2 separate regions of the Mus musculus genome follow, and region 1 is linked to region 2. Evidence: chromatin contacts called from public capture Hi-C data. All regions are on one chromosome and are shown on one strand. The core of a region is the stretch at or near the end of the contact, and the rest is flanking DNA. Distances in the headings are between cores, read along the strand shown. Region 1 has its middle 42 kb from the start of Klf5. Region 2 has its middle 13 kb from the start of Gm22970.

Region 1 (4,321 bases), core at 303-2,802, 450 kb before region 2:
AGGCAGAGGCAGGCAGATTTCTGAGTTCGAGGCCAGCCTGGTCTACAGAGTGAGTTCCAGGACAGCCAGGGCTACACAGAGAAACCCTGTCTCCAAAAACCAACCAACCAAACAAACAAACAAAAAAATTGTTATTATTGTATGTACATGTATGTGTGTGTATGATGTGTGTGCACACAAGAATGCATGTATGAACAAGGCTTTGCACACATGTGGATTTCAGATAACCTTGTGAAGTTGTTTCTGAAACTCTGCTGCCTTTCCTGGCTTCTGGAGGTGGAATTCAGATCATCAGACTTGCCTAGAAGGACCCAGTGAGCCATCTTAGTGGCCCCAAATGGTACTGTCTCATGCACATTTAAAAAGGGCAAATTAACCACCCCCCACCCCACCCCCACCCGACGAGACAATGATATGTAAGGCAGTTTCGGAATTAAAAGGAGCATGAGGGATGACAACTTCCAGATCCCAAGGATGCAACAGGCAGGGAATCTTCTCGGCTCTTCTGTGGACACTCTACGCCCTTCCTCTGTAGGTACACTGATGGATGGGCGGTGTGGCTAGCGACAAAATGGCAGAGTGTCTAATTATTAATTGAGTCACAGGCTTCGAATTCTTCCCCCCCTTGCCTGTTTCCTTGGAGACAGTTCCCTGTCATTTTCTTGAATTACATTAATATTAAACTGCATGTTTGAATCAGAAAGAATGCAAAGTGTCTGAAGAGTAATATTTATATCTTCCATGTGACATTTTCATCACATGGATAAATGCTTAAAAGGTCCCTGAGAATGGAAAAATAAGGAAGCGAGGAGTTCAGAAATAAAGTATAGAACTCGTTCGACTGGTTTCTGTGTAAAACTCAGTGGATTATAGCTCTTTGTTTTAAATCGTCAGAACAGCAATGATTCAATATCAGATTCCTTCGAGTCCCAGGTTCCTGCAGGAAAGTTTTGATGAGAGCATTGTGTTTATGAAGGGGTGCTTCCCACACAGTCTTCCTTCAATCTGTTGTTTGCTTCGCGTCTGCTTTTCTTATTACCTGACAGTTATTGAAAGGTTAGATGGCATTGACTTTCTCGGAAGAGTTATTTTTTTATATTGTAAATCAACCTTTTCTTTTTCTCTTAACATCACAAAGAAGCAGGAACAGTGTGGTTCCTTCAAAGCTGGTGTCAGGGGATGTGGCTTGCATTTTGACTCTGACATGTGACTTTGGGTAAATCGAGGAACCCAAGTGTCTCAGTCTCCCCTGCTGCATAATGGGGATAATAATGTCTCTCCTTCCACCTACTTCAACTTCACAGGGTGGTGCGTTTTCAGTTTAAAGAACTAATTAGTTAATGTTTGTGAACCTCTTTGATAAAACACAAAGCGCCATTATTTATGACAGTAATAATAGTGTCTTGGATAAGTAGGTTTCCTTTCATCCGAAGATTCCAAAGTACTTTACTACTGGGATTGCAACTTTACAGAGGGTTACTGTGCTGTGGCTGGCTCTGGGTTTTCTCGGGGAGAGTAATTAAGTCTCCTACCTACTTCTTTCATCATTTGCATAAACTTCACAAGACAAAAGAGTAGCTCCCTACCGAGATCTGGGAAAAGCTTAGCAGGGGTTCTGTGTCCCTTATCTTTACTTCCAACAGGTCTCAGGGTGAGGAATGTGGAAGGTCAGTATTTTCAATCCCCCCCCCCCCTTGACCAGAACAAGTCCCAGTGACTTTGAGATGTCATTGTTTCCAATTCCCTGAACTTCTCTGTGGTAGTTGGGTGGTGCTTGGAATATTGAGACAACAGGCAAATTAGATTCAACTAAATATGTTCCGAGTGTGGGTTACTGGAGTGTATCTGTCACATACAACTTCTGTGATCTCTCTTGGCAATCTGGTTAGGTTTGCAGTTACTAGGAAGAGAGAGGACCTAAGTGGCTATGTCACAGGCGTATCTATTAAGAAGGAAAGTGCATTATATGGTACCCCTACCCTCAGGTTATTTACCATCTATTTGAGGAGACAAAACTCAGCCACAGGAACCAGTAACAGAGGATGGAAGGCAACATTTAATTAAAGGCAAATTGTGATCAGACCCCAGGACATTGAAAGAAGAGCGATGGTTATGGGTCCAGATGGTTCAGAAAGCTTCATCCAAAGGGTCAAGAGAATGTTTCCTGAAGGAACATTCCAGAGGACCATGTGCTCATGTTAGGATGTGGGGTGGGGGAAAACTCAGCAGAAAGAGGGGAGCTTTGGTGATCCAGGCAGAGATGAGGAAGTTCCTACAGCATAGGGACTTTTGTAAGCAGCCTGAGGAGTTTAGACTTAATTTAATTAGCTTTAAAAAAAGAAATCATTATTATGAAGTCTTAAGTACCCAGGGACATAATGGAAGCAGTACTCTGAAATCAGTCCTTGGCAATTACACACAGGAATCTCCGAAGCAGGAAGGAGGCCTGGCTGGAATCGGATCCAGTAATCCAGAGGTAGTGGAGATCTCTCCAGAAGGCTTGTGGTGGAAATAGTAAGGATGGAGGTTTTTTTGTTTTTTGTTTTTTTTTTTTGACAGGGTTTCTCTGTCAAGTCCTGGCTGTCCTGGAACTCACTCTGTAGACTAGGCTGGCCTCGAACTCAGAAATCCCCCTGCCACTGCCTCCCAAGTGCTGGAATTAAAAGGCATGTGCTACCACTGCCCGGCAAGAATAGAGCTCTTACTGTGTGTTGGAACTTATTTCATCAGGCATCTACACAGGCGATATCAACCTCAGCTTGTGTGAAGGCCGATTTTCTCCTGTGCAAACTGGCTGAGGCTGCTGTTCCTGTTTTGTTTGTTTCTTTTTTCTTTTTAAATAAGATTTATTTATTTATTTTATGTATTTACCATTGCTCTTTTCAGACACACCAGAAGAGAGCATCAGACTCCATTCCAGATGGTTGTGAGCCACCATGTGGTTGCTGGGAATTGAACTCAGGACCTCTGGAAGAGCAGTCAGTGCTCTTAACCACTGAGCCATCTCTACAGACCTCATTTTTGGTTTTTTGAGATAGGGTGTCTTTGTGTAGCCTTGGTTGTCTTAGAACTAGCTCTACAGACCAGGCTGGCCTCAACTCACAGATATCTGCCTGCCTCTGCCTCCCCACGTACTGGGTTTAGCCAACAGAGATGGCATGTTAGAGTCAGGTCTGAGCAGTAGAAATCTTAAGCTACCATTTAAATTTGATTTTTTTTTTTTTTTGAGACAAGTCTTACTATGTAGCCCAGGCCAGCCCAGGACACATGATCCTTCTGCCTCAGTCTCCTAAGCACTGATAGATGCTTATCATGATGACATTCAGCTAAATTATATTAATTTTTTATTAGATTTACTATGATTATGGGTGTGTCATGCATGATATATGTAGGAAGACTGTATTTGTGTGGAGGTCAGAGGGCACATTTGTGGAGTCAGTTCTCTGGGGATTCAACTCAGGTCTCTAGGCCTTCTGAGCAATTACGTGCTGACTTATCTCATTGAACCTGATTCTTCTCTCTCTCTCTCTCTCTCTCTCTCTCTCTCTCTCTCTCTCTCTCTCTCTCTCTCTCTTCTTTGAGACATGGGTCCTTGTATCTCTGGTCTCACATTCCCTTTGTGTGGTCAATGACACTGAACTGATCCTTCTGTTTCCACTTTCCAAGGGCTGCGATTGCAAATGTGTGTGTCCATGCCTGACTAGATCCTTGATTAATACAGGTGATCAGAGGACAGCTCTGCTGTCCAGTTAGGGTGATGCCACGTTCACTGGAGTGAGTTAGAGCAGGTCACTCCCCTCTGTTTGTTCCTTAGGACTTTCCCCAGTCCCTCTGTGCTCCTGGACACCAGGAACCTGCAGAATGCAGTCTGAGGAGTGCATGCTCCCCAGTGGTGTGGCGATATAGAAAACATTTGCAAGACGCCTGTTGGGAGCCCCTTTTCCATCACCACAGCAAGGTCCAGGACTGGGGTTGGAAGGCAGCCAGAGTGAGAGCAAGTAGTCCATTTTCTAACAGAGATCACAAGTTAGGATTGGGTTAAGCAAGAGCAGGATATAAGGACACAGCCATGGCCAGGTGGTGGTGGCTCATGCCTTTGGCAGAGGTAGGCAGATCTCTGTAAGCTGAAGACCAGCCTGGTCTACAAAGTGAGTTCTAGGACAGCAGGGCGATACAGAGAGACCGTGTCTTGAAAAACCAAACCAAACCAAACCAACAACAAAAAAATCACAGACATGAGAAGCTATCTTCACTCTGCCAGTCCAGGTTTAGAAATTGAGCAATCAAATGGGCTGGTTTAGGCTATAGGCAATTAGTTACA
Region 2 (4,499 bases), core at 933-3,432:
TCAGCTGGGGAGATGGCTCAGCTGGTAAACACACTTGTGGTGTAAGTACAGAACCCAAGTCCCCCCCACCTATAAGTGGTTGGCTCATGTGTATTGCCAATGATATGAAGGCAGATATGCTACACTTGGAATCTTTTTCTGCCTTTTAGGCACACATGTGCCTGAATGCCCCACCCCCACATGCATGCATACACAATCACTGACACACTTACACACACATGATTTTTTCTTTTAAGTGGTTCCCATGAGGACCTTTTTCTCCCACAGCTCTTGGGGAAGTTAGTCTATTTTTTACTAATCATAAATGTGGAAGCACATAAAATTTACAAGTCATTAGTGGGATCTCTAGGTAAGGCAGATGGCTCAGCGGGTGAAGGGACTTGCCACCCAAGCCTGAGAACCCAGGTTTAACCCCAGAAACCCACATTAAGGTGGAAAGGCAAGAAATGATTTCTGAAAGTTATCCTCTGACCTCCACAAGAGCATTGTGGCAAATGTGCCCCCTACCCCATCACACACACACACACTAATAATATTAAGCAAATAAAATACATTTCTTTAGTTAATGGATTTAAAAACTGAGAAACCTCACATTAGAGGTTTGTTTGGCAGACTGCCCACGGTCGTGGTCTCTTCTCAGTCTTGAGAAAAATGTTATAGATTGCAAGGCAGTGGCAGAACTGGGCACTGAGCAATCCTCTGGTGTACTGACCTAACGCTACACCCAGCAGAGCGCCACTGCATCGTTTGCCTCTCCTCTAGTTTTGAAGTGTAAACTAGAAAACTGTTGAGTTTGAAGGGTTTGTTTTGAAGAAATTGCTAGAACCTGGGCAAAAAACTTTAAACAACAATCTTAAAACAAAATGAAAGACAGTGTGTATCCCATTTTTTTTTCTTACAGTTGTCATGGAAACTTTTTTAAAAGACCAGCATGCATAGCAGAGTGCTCTGCTAACTAACAGGTCATACTGAATTTCTGAATGTCCAGTATTGTGAAATCCACCTGCTTGAACGACCTGCTGTGTTAGTGAACTTTGCTCTTAGGTATAGCAGCAAGTCTTCAGTTATACCGAATTTCCTTCTCAAATGTACGCATGCGCTGTATTCGTCTTCTCTTTGTGCACCCCAAGTTGTTGGCCATGCTCTCAAACACATTCTTTTCAAATTCACATTTTTTTTTGGTTATTTTTAATTGAAAACAAAAAAACTTTTTCATTACATTATATTCTGAACACTAATTCCCCCTCCCCAACTCCTCCCAGATCCACCCATCCAATCCCATATTCTCTCTCTCTCTCTCTCTCTCTCACTCTCAAACAAAAAAAAAACCAAATTGGAAGCTAATTTCAATTGCAACTGTATACGAAGATAGAAATACTCCTTGATTATAGTCTAACCAGTTGGCAGATCTCTCCATATTCTTTTTGTATTGAATGGCTTTTGACTCACCAGCTGACTTTTAGAAAGAGAAGTCCGGGAACAAGAGAAAAATTCTTTTTTCTGTCCCTTAATTACACAATCAGTGAAGAATCCGAATCAAATCTAAAATGTTTTTGTAAGTATTGCTGTCAGGAAGCACTTTAGTTAAATAATCCCTGTCTGAGTTTTATGAGAAATAAAGACGCTAGAAAGAACAGGGTTGTTGTTGTTGTTTTAGCATTCTTGCTTGGATTTGTTAAGTTTTTGTCTTCTATGATTCTCCCTTATTCTTCAGAGCTAATCACCAACGACAAATATGTTCTATAAAGAATTTTTTTTTTATCAAAAGTAAAAAGATATAGTCATTTTCATGCAAGTTCCATGTTCAATTTCCTTTTACACACCCTGTAATAAATTGCAAATCATGTGTGGAATGAAGCAAGACTCGACACAAATGGTCTCTCTTGACACTTTACTCCTCAATGATCAAAGACGGGAAAAGCAATGCTGTTCATCTGCTCCGATTTTAAATAGTTGTAAAAGTGCGATGTGGTTGTGAGATACAGAAGAGTAGTATGCAGACGTGTTTTACAATCCTTGTAAGTAGAGAGGCCAGCGATGGCTGCCAGAGTAAGGGGAAACTTCATTCCCTAGAGCTTTCCCCTTATTTTCTCCCCTTATTTTCCCTCTATTTCCTGTGCTGTGTTAAGCTTCAACCTGAGGTGAAGGCTAACTTAGCTTATTTAACATATCAAAGGTGGCCTAGCCTCCAGGTTCTCCCAGCTTCCCTCTGTCCCTTTCTGTGACAGGGTAGGGGCTGGTCCTCTACCCAGAACTCTCCAGCCCAGAGGGCTGGGCTGGGCTGATCTTCCCTATACAATCCAGGCATTTTGCATACCAACATCTTTTGCATCTTTGGCCTCCTGGATGCATCCCCTGGCTCCCCTCTCCCCTTGCCTCACATGACTGTTCAGGACTCTTCCAGATGTCCCTGCCTCAGGTTCCAATCTCCCAGTCCGATCTACCAAAAAATAAAAAATAGAAAATAAAAAACCCTTTCTCCTCCCCCAAACCTAGGTTCAGTCAGTCGAGTCCTTCCCTGTTTGTTTATTTTTTTCTGTTGTTGGTTGTTTTTTTTTTTTTTCATTCATGTTGGACACAACATCTCTTTTTGTCACTAATTGGAAAATTTATACTTCTTAGAAAGTAGGAAATGAGGCTTTTCCCTACTTTCTCCGCTATAAGTTTCAGTGTCTCTGGTTTTATGTGGAGTTCCTTAATCCCTTAGATTTGACCTTAGTACAAGGAGATAGAAATGGGTCAATTCACATTCTTCTACATGATAACTGCCAGTTGTGCCAGCACCATTTGTTGAAAATGCTGTCTTTTTTCCACTGGATGGTTTTAGCTCCCTTGTCAAAGATCAAGTGACCATAGGTGTGTGGGTTCATCTCTGGGTCTTCAATTCTGTTCCATTGGTCTACTTGTCTGTCACTATACCAGTACCATACAGTTTTTATCACAATTGCTCTGTAGTACAGTTTTAGGTCCGGCATGGTGATTCTGGGAACAAAACACCCATGGAAGGAGTTACAGAGACAAAATTTGGAGTTGTGACAAAAAGATGGACCATCTAGTGATTGCCATATGCAGGGATCCATCCCATAATCAGCTTCCAAACGCTGACACCATTGCACACACTAGCAAAATTTTGCTGAAAGGACCCAGATATAGCTCTCTCTTGTGAGACTATGCCGGGGCTTAGCAAATACAGAAGTGGATGATCACAGTCAGCTATTGGATGGGTCACACGGCCCCCAATGCAGGAGCTAGAGATATTACCCAAGGAGCTAAAGGGAACTGCAACCCTATAGGTGGAATAACATTATGAACTAACCAGTACCCCGGAGCTCTTGACTCTAGCTGCATATGCATCAAAAGATGGCCTAGTCGGTCATCACTGCAAAGAGAGGCCATTGGACTTGCCAACTTTAGATGCCCCAGTACAGGGAAACGCCAGGGCCAAAAAGGGGGAGTGGGTGGGTAGGGGATTGGGGGGGTGGATATGGGGGACCTTTGAGATAGCATTGAAAATGTAAACGAGGAAAACACCTAATTAAAAAAAAATTAAAAAAAAAAAAGAAAGTAGGAAATGAAGTGATCACACTCAACTGTCAAGGAAGGAGACATGGTGCCACTGAAGTGAGGAGTGTTGTCAAGGAAATGTACAATAAGATCCCTGGTCATTTCTAAGACTTGGTACGACCGTATAGCAGACTTGATGTAGAGCTAAATGTGTCTCAGGCCATATGCTTGTGTAATCAGGCACATGAGTGTTTTCTGAGATAGCTATAACATGAAGATCGGGACTTCACAGGATTCCTAGATGTCTATATGTAAACTGTTCCTTTAATGAGCGTGTGCACCAAAATTGAGATGTGTAACAAAAAAATTCACAAAGCAAAATTTAAAATAATTTCAGTTATTTAAAAAAATGGTTGCTTGCCTGCTGTTTTTCTCTTATTAGCCCATAGAACTCAAAAATGTTATGCTGCCATGTAGTTCATACTGCTATGAAAAAGTACACACGACTAAAATAAATACAGGTCTACCTTAATGATGAGTGCTATGCAGGGAATGAAGTCAGACGGGCTTTCATAACGTTTTATTTGAACTTATACTTTAAGGAGTTAAGAGATTAGGCTCAACACTTGGGTGAAATATTCCAAGTGGACAATAGAATAGACATAGAGGTCCTGAGCTAGTAGGATGCTTGAACATTTAAACAGAAATTCAGAGTAAAAAAGATAAGAGAGACCTAGAAGAACTGAGTTTTTAAAGGTCACTGGATGCTATATCATAAAGGAGTTGTATTTTACTGTGTTGGGAATTGAATATAGGACCTGACACATGCTTGATTATTGCTCTATCAGTAAGTTACATCCTTATCCCTTATGGAAGGTCACATGTCCCAATTACTTATTTCCATATAATAAGCTGTCTTTGAAACTAGAGGTTTAAAACACTAACTTTATTTTGCTTACAGATTTTTATTTTTTTTAAAGGGATTTGTGGAAATG

What was found. Capture Hi-C pulls out chosen DNA fragments and counts their contacts.
Region 1: a contact with region 2 is called in a capture Hi-C map of embryonic stem cells, with 4 times the contacts expected there. The contact joins two enhancer-like sites. A contact is called at or near these places in 1 of 39 promoter capture datasets (cranial neural crest), 4 of 115 datasets of contacts at active chromatin or transcription factors (embryonic stem cells and trophoblast stem cells) and 1 of 9 other capture datasets (embryonic stem cells).

The regions. Positions count from the first base shown.
Region 1 is chr14:99,338,714-99,343,034 of GRCm38.p6, forward strand. No RefSeq gene overlaps it. Among named protein-coding and RNA genes, the nearest start is that of Klf5, 42 kb to the left of the region's middle. Within about 2 kb of position 1,553, at least 18 of the 459 cell types and tissues checked have an H3K27ac peak or open chromatin away from gene starts, as enhancers often do. A contact at or near this core is called in embryonic stem cells, where this site is marked.
Region 2 is chr14:99,784,324-99,788,822 of GRCm38.p6, forward strand. No RefSeq gene overlaps it. Among named protein-coding and RNA genes, the nearest start is that of Gm22970, 13 kb to the left of the region's middle. Within about 2 kb of position 2,183, at least 16 of the 459 cell types and tissues checked have an H3K27ac peak or open chromatin away from gene starts, as enhancers often do. A contact at or near this core is called in embryonic stem cells, where this site is marked.